3 separate regions of the Mus musculus genome follow, and all the other regions are linked to region 1. Evidence: chromatin contacts called from public HiChIP or PLAC-seq and promoter capture Hi-C data. All regions are on one chromosome and are shown on one strand. Each heading gives the region's core, a stretch centred on a gene start, on an enhancer-like site or on the middle of the called end of the contact. The rest is flanking DNA. Distances are from core to core; before and after follow the strand shown.

The links. HiChIP or PLAC-seq counts read pairs in DNA pulled down with a chosen protein or histone mark. Capture Hi-C pulls out chosen DNA fragments and counts their contacts.
Region 2: an H3K27ac HiChIP or PLAC-seq map of neural progenitor cells shows a contact between it and region 1, with 3 times the contacts expected there. The contact joins two enhancer-like sites. A contact is called at or near these places in 3 of 15 datasets of contacts at CTCF or cohesin (the G1E-ER4 cell line, the NIH/3T3 cell line and embryonic stem cells), 68 of 484 Hi-C or Micro-C datasets (the AML12 cell line, B cells, CD4 T cells and 41 more), 7 of 115 datasets of contacts at active chromatin or transcription factors (astrocytes, bone marrow-derived dendritic cells, a colorectal cancer cell line and 4 more) and 4 of 9 other capture datasets (adipose tissue, embryonic stem cells, liver and 1 more).
Region 3: a contact with region 1 is called in a promoter capture Hi-C map of pancreatic islet. The contact joins two enhancer-like sites. A contact is called at or near these places in 1 of 15 datasets of contacts at CTCF or cohesin (the NIH/3T3 cell line), 2 of 484 Hi-C or Micro-C datasets (CD4 T cells and the G1E-ER4 cell line), 1 of 115 datasets of contacts at active chromatin or transcription factors (microglia) and 3 of 9 other capture datasets (adipose tissue, liver and pancreatic islet).

What each region holds. Positions count from the first base shown.
Region 1 is chr8:79,347,612-79,352,768 of GRCm38.p6, reverse strand. It overlaps Smad1 (SMAD family member 1), which reads left to right. Exons shown (of 7, transcript NM_008539.4): 5 at 2,957-3,178. Among named protein-coding and RNA genes, the nearest start is that of Smad1, 49 kb to the left of the region's middle. Within about 2 kb of position 2,573, at least 103 of the 459 cell types and tissues checked have an H3K27ac peak or open chromatin away from gene starts, as enhancers often do. A contact at or near this core is called in neural progenitor cells, neural stem cells and pancreatic islet, where this site is marked.
Region 2 is chr8:79,473,628-79,478,784 of GRCm38.p6, reverse strand. No RefSeq gene overlaps it. Among named protein-coding and RNA genes, the nearest start is that of Gm39205, 36 kb to the right of the region's middle. Within about 2 kb of position 2,609, at least 8 of the 459 cell types and tissues checked have an H3K27ac peak or open chromatin away from gene starts, as enhancers often do. A contact at or near this core is called in neural progenitor cells and neural stem cells, where this site is marked.
Region 3 is chr8:79,432,202-79,437,358 of GRCm38.p6, reverse strand. No RefSeq gene overlaps it. Among named protein-coding and RNA genes, the nearest start is that of Gm39205, 5.6 kb to the left of the region's middle. Within about 2 kb of position 3,113, at least 10 of the 459 cell types and tissues checked have an H3K27ac peak or open chromatin away from gene starts, as enhancers often do. A contact at or near this core is called in pancreatic islet, where this site is marked.

The sequences.
Region 1 (5,157 bases), core at 1,324-3,823:
GTATAGCTGTTTCATGTACCTGCATACATATGAGGTTATTGGAGAGCTCTTGGGCATGAAGAGCTAGAGGGGACAATGGCGAGGCCTGTGTTACATAACATAGTCCTTTATTTAGATGGCCGTGTGTTCAGGTCTTCAGTAATTAATAACTTGGGATCGGTGCTGTAAGAATTGTCTTTTTAAGGGCCAAGGGGAAACAGGCCATCCACAGGACTGCAAAGCAGACTTCCCACGGGTGATCCCACTGAAATCCATACAGCTGGGTTTCCAAACGGTTGTCTTTGTGTTAGAGTAGACACACACACACACATATACACACACAATGCGTGCGCTGGCACCTCGTCTATTTTATAGCTCTTATCCATCACTGGAACAATGGTGCGTTTTCCCGTTCTGCACTCATGCCTCACTTTGTTACCAGAAGAATTTACAGGATGAGAATGTATCCCTCTCCCCTCAAAGAATTTACAATTGAACTGAAATTCACCTTCCCTCCTTGGGGAGGGGCCTGGTCGTCACCACCAGCTCCATTTCAGCCCAGTAATGAGCTGGCGGATGGCCCCACACACTTCTCAGGACCACAGTGGCATGTTGAGTGGGAGCAGAGAAAAGCAGATGCTAGAATCCCTGAATCCCGCCCCAGACACCAGGCACACTACCGCATGCCAAGAGGTGCCATGCTGCCCTGGCAAGGTCTCCCATCCGCTCAGTAACTTCTGGGAGGGGCCTCCGGCAAGCACTCAGCCCAGGGGTGAAGCAAGTTGAAAGTAAAAGCCACGTGACTGCTGACTAGGTTTTATTTTGTTCCTAACCCCACTTTCAGTGAAACGAGAGGTGCCTTGGCCTGAGTCAGAGTTGCTGATGTTTTTTCAAGACTTAACTATTATGCTGTCCGTATGGTAGTGTGAGGGCAACAGCATGCCCTGTTCATATGTGTTCAGACCCACAGACTAACCAAGAACAAGCCCTGACACCAGCTCTGGATTCGGGACGATGATGTGTCCATGTAGGCTCCTGAATTATACTGAGTACACCAATCTGATGGCAGATCTCTGTGATGGGAGGATGTACGGAAAGTCTCTGTGCCAACTTTGCAGTGACCCAAAACGTTGGCTCCAAAAATAAATACCCTTTATAAAACCCTTAGCTGTACAGTTAAGTAAATTGGAACATACATGAATCAGTGATTGTGTTTTGAAGTTTCCTTTATAGGTGCTCTGTGTTTTATGGGTCTTGGTCATCGTTAGATGTTGGGAGTCAACAAGCGAAGAGTGTGAGAGAGGAGCCTCTATCTGACCCAGTTTTGGAATTTTTATTTGGGGAGCAAGATACCCTGTGTGGACCCTGTATCTGTACTGATGAGATTAGCTCTAATACCCCAAATAGAGACCATACTTTTAAGATTTTTTTTCCTTTTAAACAGCTTTTAAAATGTTCCCTGTTAGAGCCAATTTAAAATCTCCTTGTATAGTCAAAGGAAAAAAATGATGGCTTTTTTCCTGTTGTCACCTATGGTGGTTTTCCCAGAGCAAGGGTCAGCAAACTACAGCCTGCAGACAGATCAGCCCTCTGTCTGTTTTTATAAATAAAGCTTTATTAGAACACAGCTGTGCCCATTTGTTACATATTATCAATGGCTGTTTTCGTGTGATACAAAGGCATAATGGAATAGTTGTGCTAAAGACCATATGCCCCACAAAATCTTTCTGGCCTTTTATAGGAAAAAAATGTGTCTGAGTCTAAACTAGATGAATAGCATTTCTAACAGCACTAAGAGCTGATAAAAGGCTTGTGTGACTGTGGCCACAGCCGCCTTTGAGGTTTGGCACTTGTGAATCACTAAAGCTTTGCTTGAAGAACAGTGGAGTAACAGGGGGGAACTGTTTAGAAAACAAGCGAAATAGTTTATTTTCAGCTAAGCCACTTAAGTATAAAATGTAACTGAAGAAGAACATGGAAGCCCTTCTTTTTTTTCTTTTTTTTTTTTTTTTACCATGTCTGCTGAATTTTCTTTGCATTTCTTCCCCTTTGTCATGAGGCCCCATGAGGTTGAGATCAGTAATTACGTTGGCAATAGTGTGGTTTGTATGCCTGGGGTCTCAAAGGCGGGTTAAAGGAGGTTTGCTGCAGAAAGGATTCATCTCCCAACCTTTTGGTTGAAAGCATTTAGAAGTGTTTTCTGTTTGGAGATTCGTCAGGCTTAAGAGATCGGACTTAACAAGCTGCATCCTGTCGGTGAAGCTGGGTAGTTTCCATTGTTGGCCCATTCTGGGAAGCGAGAGACAAAACACACCTGCTCGGCATGACTTAGAGCAAATAGAAGGAAGTTAGCATGGAGTCTGGATGAGAGAGATATGATTCACTGAGGGAGAATGGCCAGCTGGCAAGATTTCTTCCTGAGCTAGAATCACAGCAGAACTGCAGCCCTGGCCATCACTGGCTCCTGTGGAGCCAGGCAGCCTCTCCAGGATAGGCAGAAGTTGGTTTTGGTGCTTTGGGAAAGCAGAGGCTTACCAAGGCTCTCCCAAAGCAGCTCCCTCCCACACCAGCCCTGCTGGCACACCTCCAGGCCCCTCTTGTTCCTGAGCCACTTGGTTTTTCATTGGTCACTTGTATTTCTCGTAGGTGGTGTGCCCACAAGAGTGATTCCTATTATTCCTGTATGTTAATGAGCAAGTAATAGATCGTTAGTATTCAGCAGACGCTGCTGCTGGGCTTGCTTAGCTGGTATTTTGGTTTTCTGCTAATCATTGGAGAAGATTGTTCCCCAATTAAAGGAGAATGCACCTTTAATAAGAAGTACTTCAGCTCTCAAAAAATGATACATGCGATCATTGTAGTCGCCCTTGCATGTCTTCTCTGTGTGGTGCCCAGCCAGGTTTACAGTGCGGTTTCAGTTTGGGGATGCTCCAGGCGCAAACCTTGAGCAACACAACCTCTTCTTCCCTTCTTACAGATGTTCAGGCAGTTGCTTACGAGGAACCAAAACACTGGTGCTCTATTGTGTACTATGAGCTCAACAACCGTGTGGGTGAAGCGTTCCACGCCTCGTCCACCAGCGTGCTGGTGGATGGTTTCACAGATCCGTCCAACAATAAGAACCGCTTCTGCCTTGGCTTGCTCTCCAACGTTAACCGGAATTCCACTATTGAAAACACCAGGCGACATATTGGGAAAGGTGAGCTTTCCCTTTTCTCTGCTTGCAAACGTTCGTCTCTTATTCCTCTAGAAGTGACTCAGTCATTCCTGTGGCAAATGCCAGTGAATGTTCAGACACTGCTATTTGAAGACATTTTCCAATTCATATTATTGAAGACTGTGCTAATTGATGATCTTAGTGGTTTTTTCAACTCTGATAATGTTGTTAGGAATTAGTGCATAGTGTGGCTTGCTACTGTGGGCAGTACTCTGATGTTTTTGTTATAAAAATATCTTATTAAGAATTTTTACATTTATTGCCTATGTGTGCATGCGCCTGTGTGCATGTGTACGTGTGTGCTCGAGGGTCTTGATCAGAGGACAGTCAGGGAGTCGGTTCTCTCCTTCCATCCTGTGGCCATCAGAAATCAAACTCAAGTCATCAGCTTGGTGGCAAGCACTCTCCCCATTGAGCCACGTCGCCATCCCACCTGTCTTTCTTAATAGACTTAATTATTTATTAGTGGTAAATTAGAACAGTTCTGTAACGTTTACATGCATTTACTATATGATTAAGCAAATGGCTAAACGTGTAGGTAGGTGCTCAGCTCAGCTTTGCCTGCGAAGTAAGGAGCATGCAGTCATGAAGGAGTGTGGCATCCCTTGGAAGTGTCGGTATAAAATCATAAATTAATGACATGGTGTGTGTTTATATGCTGTTGTGCATGTCTATATGTGAGCCTGTCTATATGTGACCCTCTGAACATGCAGGTAGTTTTTCTACCCTGTGTACCGAAAGGGCAAAGAAGCAAAGATACAAAGTATTGACAAGCACATGCCTAGGGTCCATATCATTGCTGCTAATATCTGTCCCCACTGAGGGAGATGGTGGCTGCCTCCAAAGCTGGGACGAGGCAAGCCCGGAGGATCTCCTGTGAGAGAATGGGAAGGAAGGATTCAGAAAGCCACAGCCACGGGTGCCTCTTGGCATTCAACTCCCACCTCACAGCTCAGTAACCAGAATCTATCTGTCCTTTGGTCTCCATGGTGGGTGTGTTCTGAGACCCGAGAGGCTCAGTTCCCACACATAAAACAGTGTAGCAGTAACTTACCACACTTCACCTTTCAAGTGTCCTTCTGAGAACCATACCTACTGCAGAGTTCATGTCATGTAAACAGTATCACTGCTGAGTGAATCGTGAGGAGACAAAGCCTGCACATGTTAGGGTTGGTGCTATCTGAAAACATCGTTTTTGATCTGCGAGTAGTTGAAACTGGATTCCAGATCCACAGATAATGAGGAGCAACTATAATTAACTGCAGTAGTGGATCTTACGATACTGCTGGGTGTGGTGGTGGTGAGCCTAACTCCTGTAATACCAGCACTTAGGAGGTGTGAAGCAGAAAATCAGGAATCCCAAGCCAAGTCTACACAGTGAGATTCTGTCCAATAAGCAAATTCTAATTGATACAGCCATAGGAATCATTAGTAGAGAAATGACTTAATTGGAAAGTCCAGTCGCTAAATGACCAGTGAGTGCTAGAATACAAAAGTCATTGTTTTTGCAACCATTGAGTAAGGACCACGGAAGAGTCATTGGTGTGGGGCTGGTGAGGCAGCTCAGTGGGTGGGTGAGGGGGCTGGCTGCCTAGCCTGAAGGACCTTAGCTTAGTCCCCAGGACTGCCCGGCGGGAGAAACTCAGCTCCCGTGCTTTGCCCTCTGACCCCACCACCATGCTAGCCCGTGCTTCACACGTGCATACATCATTTCTGCAGACCAAACAAGGAAGTGAATGTTATAAAACAGCCGTCAATATATGCCAAATATGAAGAGAAGTTTTATGACAGAGCATTTGCATATTTTAAAATATTTCTCTAAAAGCTATTTTAGTTGCAAGGCAGAGTAAAAATAAATTTATACAGTGGATAAATCTGCATAGCCAGTAAATTGTTTGATTGATCCCCCATCGGGGCATCACCAGTGAGAGGCAGACAAGGAGCATGTGCTAGGGAATTAG
Region 2 (5,157 bases), core at 1,360-3,859, 130 kb before region 1:
AAAAAAAAAAAAAAAAAAAAAAAAAAAAGCTCTCCGTGCCAGTGGCAAATGCTAAAATGAAATGCAGCAGTGTTTACCAAACACTTGGGGAAACTGAGACCCAATGGCTTCATTCCCAGCTATTCTGTTTTGCAACTATAAAGGCAGAAGTGAGAATTGTTTGATTTATGTATGATTCAAGAAGACTCCATGAGCCCATTGGAGACCGGCACCACCAGCTCATCACGTTACAAGTGAGGTCCACAGCAACAGGACTGTCAGCAAACAGCCAGTCCATCTAGTCAGTAAAACGAGGGCAAACTGTGATGATAATTGTCCGGGACATACTATCAATGCCATAAACCAAGAGAAACTATAAATTAGGTCAAAGCTGGAGAGAAGGGGAAGGAAGCTAAAAACAAGGCTGATCGCCATCTCATAGGACCGCATACAAACAGAAGTGAACCAGGTGCGGAAAGACCACAATCAAAGAAAGTCTCTGGTGTAGGCTAAGGGATAAAGGAGGAGAGAGAAGAAATATGTTTGCTTTGCCATTATTCAAAAAGCCTTCAGGCCAATTTTCTAAAACTCATTCGGCAAAAAAGCTATAGAGTAAATTGGCTATTAGTCTATGTATTAAGTGAACAAGCTTTGGGGAACACATTGTTTTGATGAATTAGTCTGCTTCTGCTTATGTACAATGCCAATAAATACCGCATAAAAAGATTAAATATTTTGAATTTTCAGTGCCAGACATTTATTAATAATTATTATTTGGACAAGGTCTCACTTTGTAGCCCAGGTTACAGATGTGTACTATCATATCAGACATTCACATATCTTTATTACAAATTATGGCACAGAAATGTAACTATTAAAGCAAGATATAAGGCAGGCAGGAGCAGTGCAAACAATTTAAAAATCCAACTGTAAAGTTGTTTTTAAAGCAATAAAGCAGAACGAATAGTAAAACAGTCAATGACACTAAGTTCCAGAATAGCTATCACATATCAGAAAGTAGTTTTAACTTACCCTTAAAAACAAAACAAAACAACAACAACAACAACAACAAAAAAAACCTCATGCTTAAGTCAGGAATGAGCTAAGCGTCACCAAAACCTTAGGATGAAACAGCAGATTAAAGTCTGTACAGACCTGAGGACAGTGTGTGTCTCGTAAGAAAAGCTCACAGAGTTGAGAGATGCAAGACACACCCAGAGGACATGGTTCAGAAGTCTGGAAGTCAAAGATTCATTGACCAATTGAAAGACAGTCGGTGTTGGGTCCAGGGCAGAGAACACGGAGCAGAGCAGAGGGGCTTTGAATAGAGCAGAGGAGGGCATACCACCACAACAGCACCTACAGCATCATCAGTAACATCCAAGGCAAAGAAACTTCCAGTAAAGGAGAAATTGGCTGGTGGACCACTGGGGATCACAGTAGGTCAGGATGATGTTGTAGGAGAATGCTGTCAAATCTTAACTAGATACAATTCCAAAGTCACTTAAACTGTTCCAGACAAGGAAAAAAAAAAAAGGAGTGACTTTTGTAAATTAGCATAAAATTATGTTAAAATCCAACAAAGATAAAATAAAGATAAACAGAGCTCACTTAAAGGCACAAATACAACAGTCATCTATAAAACGCTAGCCACAGATACAGCAGTGTGTTAAAAGCATTCTATACAGTGTCTCGGCACTCAGAAGTCTTTTTTTCTTTATAATTAGTCACAGTGTCAAAATATTACCAGGTGAGGTTTCCTCCTCTATGGGGTTCTCCAAAAAAGAACTCAGGAGTACATGGTTGAAACACATGGTTTAAGAAGAATCATGAGTTAGTTATGTATGACGATGAGTATAATGGTGTGTAACTATGACACTTTCATGCATGCATAATGCATGGATCATACTGGCATTCGTCACTTTGTGCCCTGCCCACTTTCATTAACACCTCCTTCCTTCTATTATTATCCTTTGGGTTTGTGTGACCCAGTAGGGCACAGAGACAGGCCGGTGACCACCTGAAACTCCAGCAGCAGAGGGATCCTACATGCCTGGATTTCACCTGCACACGTGACCAAATACCCATGCACCCATATGCATAATTAAAAATTAAATTTAAAAGTAGGTTACAGGTTTCCACCTGGAAAGAAAAATCTCAGCAGAAAAAAAAGTGCTTGCTGTGAGATCCTGTAACTCATAGCTGAGAGAGCTCTGACCTTCATGTGAATGCTGTGGCATACACACAATCACACACAGACACTAATAAGTGTCATTTAAAAACATTCTTAAAGTGGAAAAGAGCCACATGTGAGAAGTTGAAGATACTTGAAATTGGCTGGCTAGAGCTTTTCCTCTAGAACTCTGAGACATGAATGTAGCCTTTATCATTCTGATTTTAGCCTGGTGAGATCCACTGAAGACTCTGTAGCTCCTCGCTACACTATAATGAATCTAATATGTATGATTTTCACCCACTGATGTTTTTGTTAGTTGTCACAGAAGCAATGAAATCAAGGACCAGGACTAATTTAATTACTGTCATCGAAATGACATCGTCCTATGCAGCTGTGACACCAGGACAAAGAGATCCTTTGTGTTCCAGCACAGGACGCCACTGGGATGCATGCTAAGCAAAGAAATCAAGAGGACCTGGTCAGCGTGACCACCTCTAGAAGAACAGTCCTTTAGTACTTCATGATTTACCATTTACAAATGAATAAAGCATTATTTGAACTCAAAGCAATGGGGCTTTTACCTAGAAAGCTATTCTGGACAGTTGAAAGATCAGGCTTTTATGATATACTCTAAATAAATTCTGTACTTCATGATTAGGCAGTATTATAACCAAAATCACATACTTTGTGAGTTTGTTGTTGATGATGGTGGTGGTGATGATGTCATAATTTTGTTTGTTTGATGGGACAAAAGCTCTGTACCTTATCCAGGTTGGCCTTGAACCCTGGATGCTCTCCTACCTTAATATCCCGAGGTTCAGAGTCACAGGTAAAGACCATGAAGCCCAGCCTTACAACCCCCTATTTTATAACTTTGTACTACCAGGAGCAAAGAACTGTTACTCTTCCAGTACTTGGGTAATACCTTTCTTACCTAAGAGATGTCCAAGTTTTATGAAAGTAAGGACTATATATTTAGCATCTAACCATTGCAGCACCGTGAGCAATACACACTCAATAGGACTTTCACAAGTATTTATTGATTAGATGATATTCTAGTTTGGCTCTTACATGTTCCCTAAGGCTCCCATGTTAAGGGCACAGGCACCCCTTGGTGCTATTAGGAGGTAGCAGTGGGAGCTGAAAAGGGAGCAAACTGGAGATGTTTTCCTCAGGGCTTAACCTAAGGGGATTATTCTCCCTAGGCCATGAGGTGATCAGCTTTGCTAGAGTACAAGTTTCTTCCACGAAACAATGTCCACCCCCAACAGGTCCATGACTGACAGGTCAGTCAGTCATGGGTTTGAGCCCTCCAAAATTATGATCCCAAGCGAACTTCCTCTTCTACTAAGGCTGTTGTCACCAGTATTCGTTTCTAGGACAGAGGGTAGACTACCACACGTGGTGGCTAATTATTGAGTAAGGTCAGCAGATGAGAGTTTTTCAAGCAAAAAGAACATAGAAGGTTCACAATACGGACTCTAAAAATAAAGGATTCTAACATGCAAAATATAAACCAAACCATAAAAATAAAAGGTATTATTCAGAGACACAGAAATGTGTGGCTATAAATAACCACCCTTCTAAGGCTGAACTCTATTAAATCACAGCTAAATCGAGTTCCTTAGCCTTCTCGATCCAGAGAATAAAGTTTCAACTATTTTTCAGCTCATGGTGTTAAGATCCCTGGACCATGTTCACAGATTGAAGCCATTTAACACAGAGCGAGCCTTTGTACAGCTGTCCCCACGTCAGCTGTCACTGGAGGCCTTTAATTCACAGGCTTCTCTGTTTGCTCTCTGGAGTTCACTGGGTCTGTGCTTGCCATGTCTGTGGCTCTCGGATTCTTTTATCTTCCTGATCGGAATAAGGGAACTAAAAGGCTGAGCAATCCTGTAACATACAATCGGTAGAAAACGTCTCAGGTGAAAAGGATTCAGAGAGAACCCTGGTCATTCACCATGATATTAAAATCCTAGCATGCAGCAAGACTGGTCTATCTCCCAGGCTCCTTTGCGGTTAGATGCGGTTAGTCCCATGACTGGGTTTTCTGGCTGATGGATACCGAGACTAGTGAACTCAGAGGAGCTGTTGCGTAGTAGGGGAGCCATTACATCAGAAGAAACCCAGCATGCTACTTGTTTTTTCCTCAGTACTATAACAAAATACCCGAGGAAAAGAAACTAAAAGAAGGATTTTCTTTGACTCTTAGTTTGAGGAGATACAATGTCGGGAGCTTGGAGAGATGAATGCTGACCCTCGGGCTGCTTTCTTCCCATGGGTCTATGACAGTGTGTAGAACAACTTAAACCCAAGTTCAGGAAGATCTTCCTGCCCCAGTTAAACCTGTCTGGGAAAACTGCAGCACGCATTCCCAGAGGTTTATGTGTTAGGTAACCCTAAACCCTGCCAAGCTCAGTTATAGCTATTACACTTGGGTTCTTAAGTGGTCACAAACTCCAAAACCAACCAACCAAGCAAGCAAGCAAACAAAGTTCTTGGGGTCAGGAACTTAGCTGTGGTTACCATTCGAAGAACTAACTAGAAACTTTTTAAATTTTTGGAAGAATTTTGCCACTGAAGTCCACCCTAAATGTGAAATTTAGGCTTTTGAGCACACAATTTAGCAAAAAGCATTCCATACATCTAAGAGAGCTTCAAGGGGATGTGTGTGTGTGTGTGTGTGTGTGTGTGTGTGTGTGTGTGTCTCAGGGGTGGGGTCCCTAATTTCTGCTGTGGATATGGCCAAAGGAGATGATGGGTTGGAGGTCCTCCTGGGGCAAAGATCAGGGAAACTGGGTTAAGGGACAAGATGAGGCCTGAGAGCACCCTGGAGGGATTTTAACTCATGGATCAGTGTCTCCTTTGAGTCTCCATTCTTATCTTTTCTTAAGAATGTAGTGTTAAAATCCATCCAGCCTTGCAACCTGCACAAAGCCCTTCTTCCCTCTCTCACAGATAGGGATGGGCGCCCTACTGAGACTTTGTCTGTGAGTCCGGGT
Region 3 (5,157 bases), core at 1,864-4,363, 84 kb before region 1:
AAATGTTAAGCTTTTTACCATTAAGAGTTATTTTAGCTCTAAATTTTTTAATAGATTTTCTCAAACTGAGAAAGATGTACTCCCATTTCTGCTTGTTTAGTACTGTTTTATCATCATAAACGGATGTGGGATTCTTTAAAATGTTTTTTCTCTGCATACAGAGATGATTTCCTATTTCTGTTCATGTAATAGGTTACTTTAACTGACTTTTTAACACTTGCTTTATTCTATGTGCATGTTTGCCTATACAGACATAACATATATATGTGTGTGTGTGCATATGTATATGTATAATGTATATGTATATGAATATGTGATGGTTTGTATATGCTTTGTCCAGGGAGTAGCACTATTAGGAGTCGTGGCCTTGTTGGAGTAGGAGTATCACTGAGGGCATGGGCTTAAGACCCTTATGTTAGTTATCTGGAAGTCAGTCTTCCACTAGCAGCCTTCAGATAAAGATGTAGAACACTCAGCTCTGTCTGCCTCATGCCTGCCTGGATGCTGGCCTGTTCCTACATTGATGATAATGGACTGAACCTCTGAATCTGTAAGCCAGCCCCATTTCAAGATTTGGTCATGGTATCTGTTCACAGCAGTAAAACCCTAACTAAAACTATATGTATGTGTATGTATATGATGTACATGATATATGCATATGATATATATGATATATATCTATATCTATCTATCTCTATCTCTACATATGTATTTGTGCATGTGCTGCTATCTGTGGAGGCCCAAAGAGGAATTGAATCTCTTGATACTGGAGTTTCAGACAGTTGTGAGCTACCATGTGGGTTCTGGGAATTGAACCCTGGTCCTCAGGAAAAGCAGACAGTGCTCTTAATAGATGGACTATCTCTCCAGCCTCTAGTAATTATGTTTTATATACCCTTATATACATAGCATTTATTACAGGTTCTGGCCATGGCACATAGTAGGTGCTTAATTAATCTCTCAGATTAATCCTAAGTGAGGCAAATGGGCATTACCTTCAGATTCTGTGTAGTTGAGACTGGATCCCCTATCCCCGAATGTGCATGATTTGTGGTCTTCCTATGAACCTACGCTTTCTCCACAGAACAGGAGAGATCCTGCTAAGCAACACTCCCTCACACCTTCTGCTTTGTAGGTCCTGACAGGAGTCTTCCTCCTGAGTTCCAAGTGGAGACATCATAGGGAAAGACTCTAGTCAGTCCAGATGAGAGCGAGGTCAGCAATACTTGGTTCTTAGCAGAGTATTTTTCTGTTAAGTTGTGTAATTTTTTAAAAATCGTATTTATTTATTATTTGCATGTGTGTGATCATTTTGCCTGCATATCTGTCTGTGTGCCATGTGTGCTCCTGGTGTCTGTGGAGGCCAGAGAGGGCATCAGATCCCTGCAACTGGAGTTAACAGGTGATTGTTAACTGCCATATAGGTGCAGGGAATCGAACTCAGATCCTGTTAGAACTGCCAGTGCTCTTAACTACTGAGCCGTCTCTCTGGCCTCAAGATGTGTCTTTTTTTTTTTTTTTAAGACTGAAAATGTTATATAACTAGAAAAAAGAAAATATATATCATATTCATACAAATTCATTATTGATGTTTTTGAAACATCTCTCCGTTATAGGTGATTTCTCTAGAAAATCGAGAGAAGCCATGCCTCTGCATCGCTTGCAGTCATTCTGAGCAAGGAAGATGGCGTTAGAAAACAGTTAGAAAACGTCAACATTTTAGTTAAACACTAGAAAATAAAGAAAGAGGACAATTTGACCTCTTGGCCTGTATTCATGGAGAAATGTGGGCTCTTCTGAGAACCTGAAATTGCTTTGTTCGCTTTCCCAGGCTTGCCTCCCTGTGTCAGGAAACACCTGTCTACCTGCAGGGCAGTCTGCTTTAAACACTCAGGACAAATTAAAATTGGCCTCTAGGGATTCCCAAGGTTCTTCTAAGTCAAAAGCTGAGAGAAGCCCGAGCCTGTGATGAACGCAAAGCATTTAAAGGTGTAAGGACACAATGTCTAAAGCGCTATTGGCAGGTGGCTGCTGGAGGAGGAAGAGTGACTTTCCTCTGAGGGATGACTACTGGCAGAGATCCAGTGATCCTGTGGATGGTCCCGCACTCAAGCACACAGAAGCAGCACCAACTGGACTCAATGGGTTATTAATTAAAAAAAAAAAGTAAAAAGGACATTAAGTTGGCAATGCATTGGCAGGGAGCAGAGGAGGTTTGGAGAAAGAGAGCAGGAAGTGAATGTGATGGAGACATTGCAAGCATGTGTGGATAACAATCACCAAGAAATGCATGGGGTTGGTCCATGAGACCTAAATACAACAGTACACACACCCCCAACACACACACAGGGCCACTGCCACCACAGGGAGCAACTCTAACAGGGAAGAGGGCCCTCCTCCTCCCTTGCAAAGCTGGTTCTCCTTTTGATTGGCCAATTAAAAAAAATGCTTTCTCTAAGTGGGATAGTTAGAGCCCTGGGATGAGCAAGGGGAAGGCTGGAGTTTGACTTTACTCGGTACACGAGTGGAACCATCTGCACACAGGATCTGAAACTCATTCCTGCCTCTGTCCTGTCCTTTCTGGTGTTGACCAATAGGATTTTTTTTCCCTAGTCAGGCACATAAGGATGCTCTCTTGGAAGCAGGACTCCATTGTGTCAAGCTGAGACTGACTTTCTAACAAAGCCTCCTGGCTTATCTAGATTCTAGTGTTGGTGTTTGTTATACTTAGTATTTCAACACACATGCACACACACACACACACACACACACACACACACACATACACATTAATCAATAGATGGCAGATGATCTGAGGGACTTGTCTTAAGAAGCCCTGGGCGGCTGGAGATTTTTTGGGTTTTTGTTTGTTTGTTTGTTTTTTTGCCAGTACCTGCATTTCAGCGCTGTAACTTATGAGCAGAGACAAGAAGGTGACAGTGCTTCTGAGCCAAACCACAGCCCTCCAGTGACCCCTCTGGCACTAGATCAGAGATACTGCAATCCACCTTCAGGCAACAAATTGAGGCCAGGCAGAAATGACTGGAGAGCCAGTGCCTGGCTCTCTCTATTTGAACAATGCCTGTTGGGCCGGGCATGGCAGCTGGCCTCTGTGTGAGTGCACTGATGCCTCTTAACTGCACCTGGTTCATTTGCTCGCTGGACTGTTGCTGGAGGCACTCAGGAAAGAGCCCGCTTATTGCAAAACTTTTTTTTTTTTTTGAATCAAGATTGTCTTCAGGGTGTTCCCAGGAGTGGCTCCAAATTAGTGGGAGCCTTTCACAAGCTTTGTTATAAGTCATATGAGATTTGTTCAGACAAATACTGTGTCATGCTGTTACCATCTTTGGTAAGAAAATAATCTCTTCTCTAACTAAGTTATTATCCAATGACTGTCTGGAAAGCATAGGATTTGAACCCTCCTTTATCTGTCCTCATTTACCAAAATTTAACTAAATAAATAATTATCTCAAAAAAATGAGAAAGGAGATCTAGGTTCCTAGAAAAAAAAACACATTATGTTGGCTGCTTATTATTATTGTTGTTGTCTTTCTTCCTTCCTTCCTTCCTTCCTTCCTTCCTTCCTTCCTTCCTTCCTTCCTTCCTTTCTTTCTTTCTTTCTTTCCTCCTCCTCCTCCTCCTCCTCCTCCTCCTCCTCCTCCTCTTTCCTCTTCTTTGTCTCCTCCTCTTTCTTCTTCTTTCTGAAGTGCTTGTCAGAGTGGAGAGCTGGGGTTAAGCACAAATTCTATTATGGGATAGTGAATGCAGATCAAGGAATATGCAGAAGATAGAAACAATGGCTTAAACACAAGGTATATCTCATTGGTAGACAGCTTGCCTAGCATATTAAGGGCTGGATCCCAACCCCTCAGGAAACAAAACAAAACAAAACAAAACAAAACAAAACAAAACAAAGCAACAACCATACCCAAGGCTCATGGGCTACTGCAGAAAGACTGTAAGAGCCCGAGGAACAAGGGGAACTGTAAGACTATGTCTCTTAGACATGCTGCCTAAGCATGACCAGAGCAAGGACACCACCAGTAGATATGCTAAGGAGGCCTCAAACCTAGACAGAGAACTACAGGCAACTAAGAAATGCCGAGAGCCTGAGAAATAGTCTTCTCTAGGGAGAGAAAGCAAATCAGCTATCCAATCCTAAATGGCCAGTCCTGAAAACATAATCATATAAGTAAGATTATATGAACTAAGGAGGTTATATTTACATATTTAAGGATATATGCACAAACATATATGTATCTAACAGCAATACTTAATAAAAAAAAAAAGAGGCCATAAATTTGAAAGATTTTTCATGGTAGAGTTTTGATGAGAGAAAGAGAAGGGGGAAAAGTTGTAATTTTATTATAATCTCAAAATTTAAAAATATTATTAAAAAAAGAAGAAAAACATAAAAAGAAATGGAGCAAGAGAAGAAAGAGACAGGCATTCAAGGATTAGAGAACAGACCGTGTGTGAGTGTAGGACCCTTGCCTGAGCTAGCTCTCCAGATCCAATCACCACCAAATGTTAAAGGCTGCTATTCAAGCCAATGCTCACCATTCTGTCCCAGAGGGTCGACAGCAACAACAGTAAGATGTGCCTGCCTTTCTCCCTCAGGGAGTTTCAGCAGGCCCTAGCCTTCTAGGAACCCATCTCTAACAACCTGCTTTTAAGTCTTATGATCAGAAAGACTTAAGAAACATTGCTTTCAGCCAGGCAGTGATAGAGCATGACTTTACTCCCAGCATTCAGGAGGCCGAGACAATCAGATCTCTGTGAGTTCAAGGCCAGCCTGGTCTACAGAGTGAGTTTCAATACAGCCAGGACTGCACAGAGAAACCCTGTCTCGAAAAACACAAACACAAATGAACAAACAAAAAAGTCTTATGGTAATAGGGGTTGGAGAGAGAGAGCACACATCTAAGAGCACTTGCTGATCTTCCAGAGGGCCCAACTTTGGTTCTCAGCACCAAATTTGAATCACATTACAACTGTCTGTAACTCTGTCTCTTAGGAATCTAATGCCTGTTTGTGGAAGCCACAAGCATCACACACAGATAGACAAATACACATACCCACGATAAAAAGAGAATTCTTTTAAAAAGAGACCTCGGTCATGTCCAACAAATGTGCAGGGCAGTGATTCAGACCATT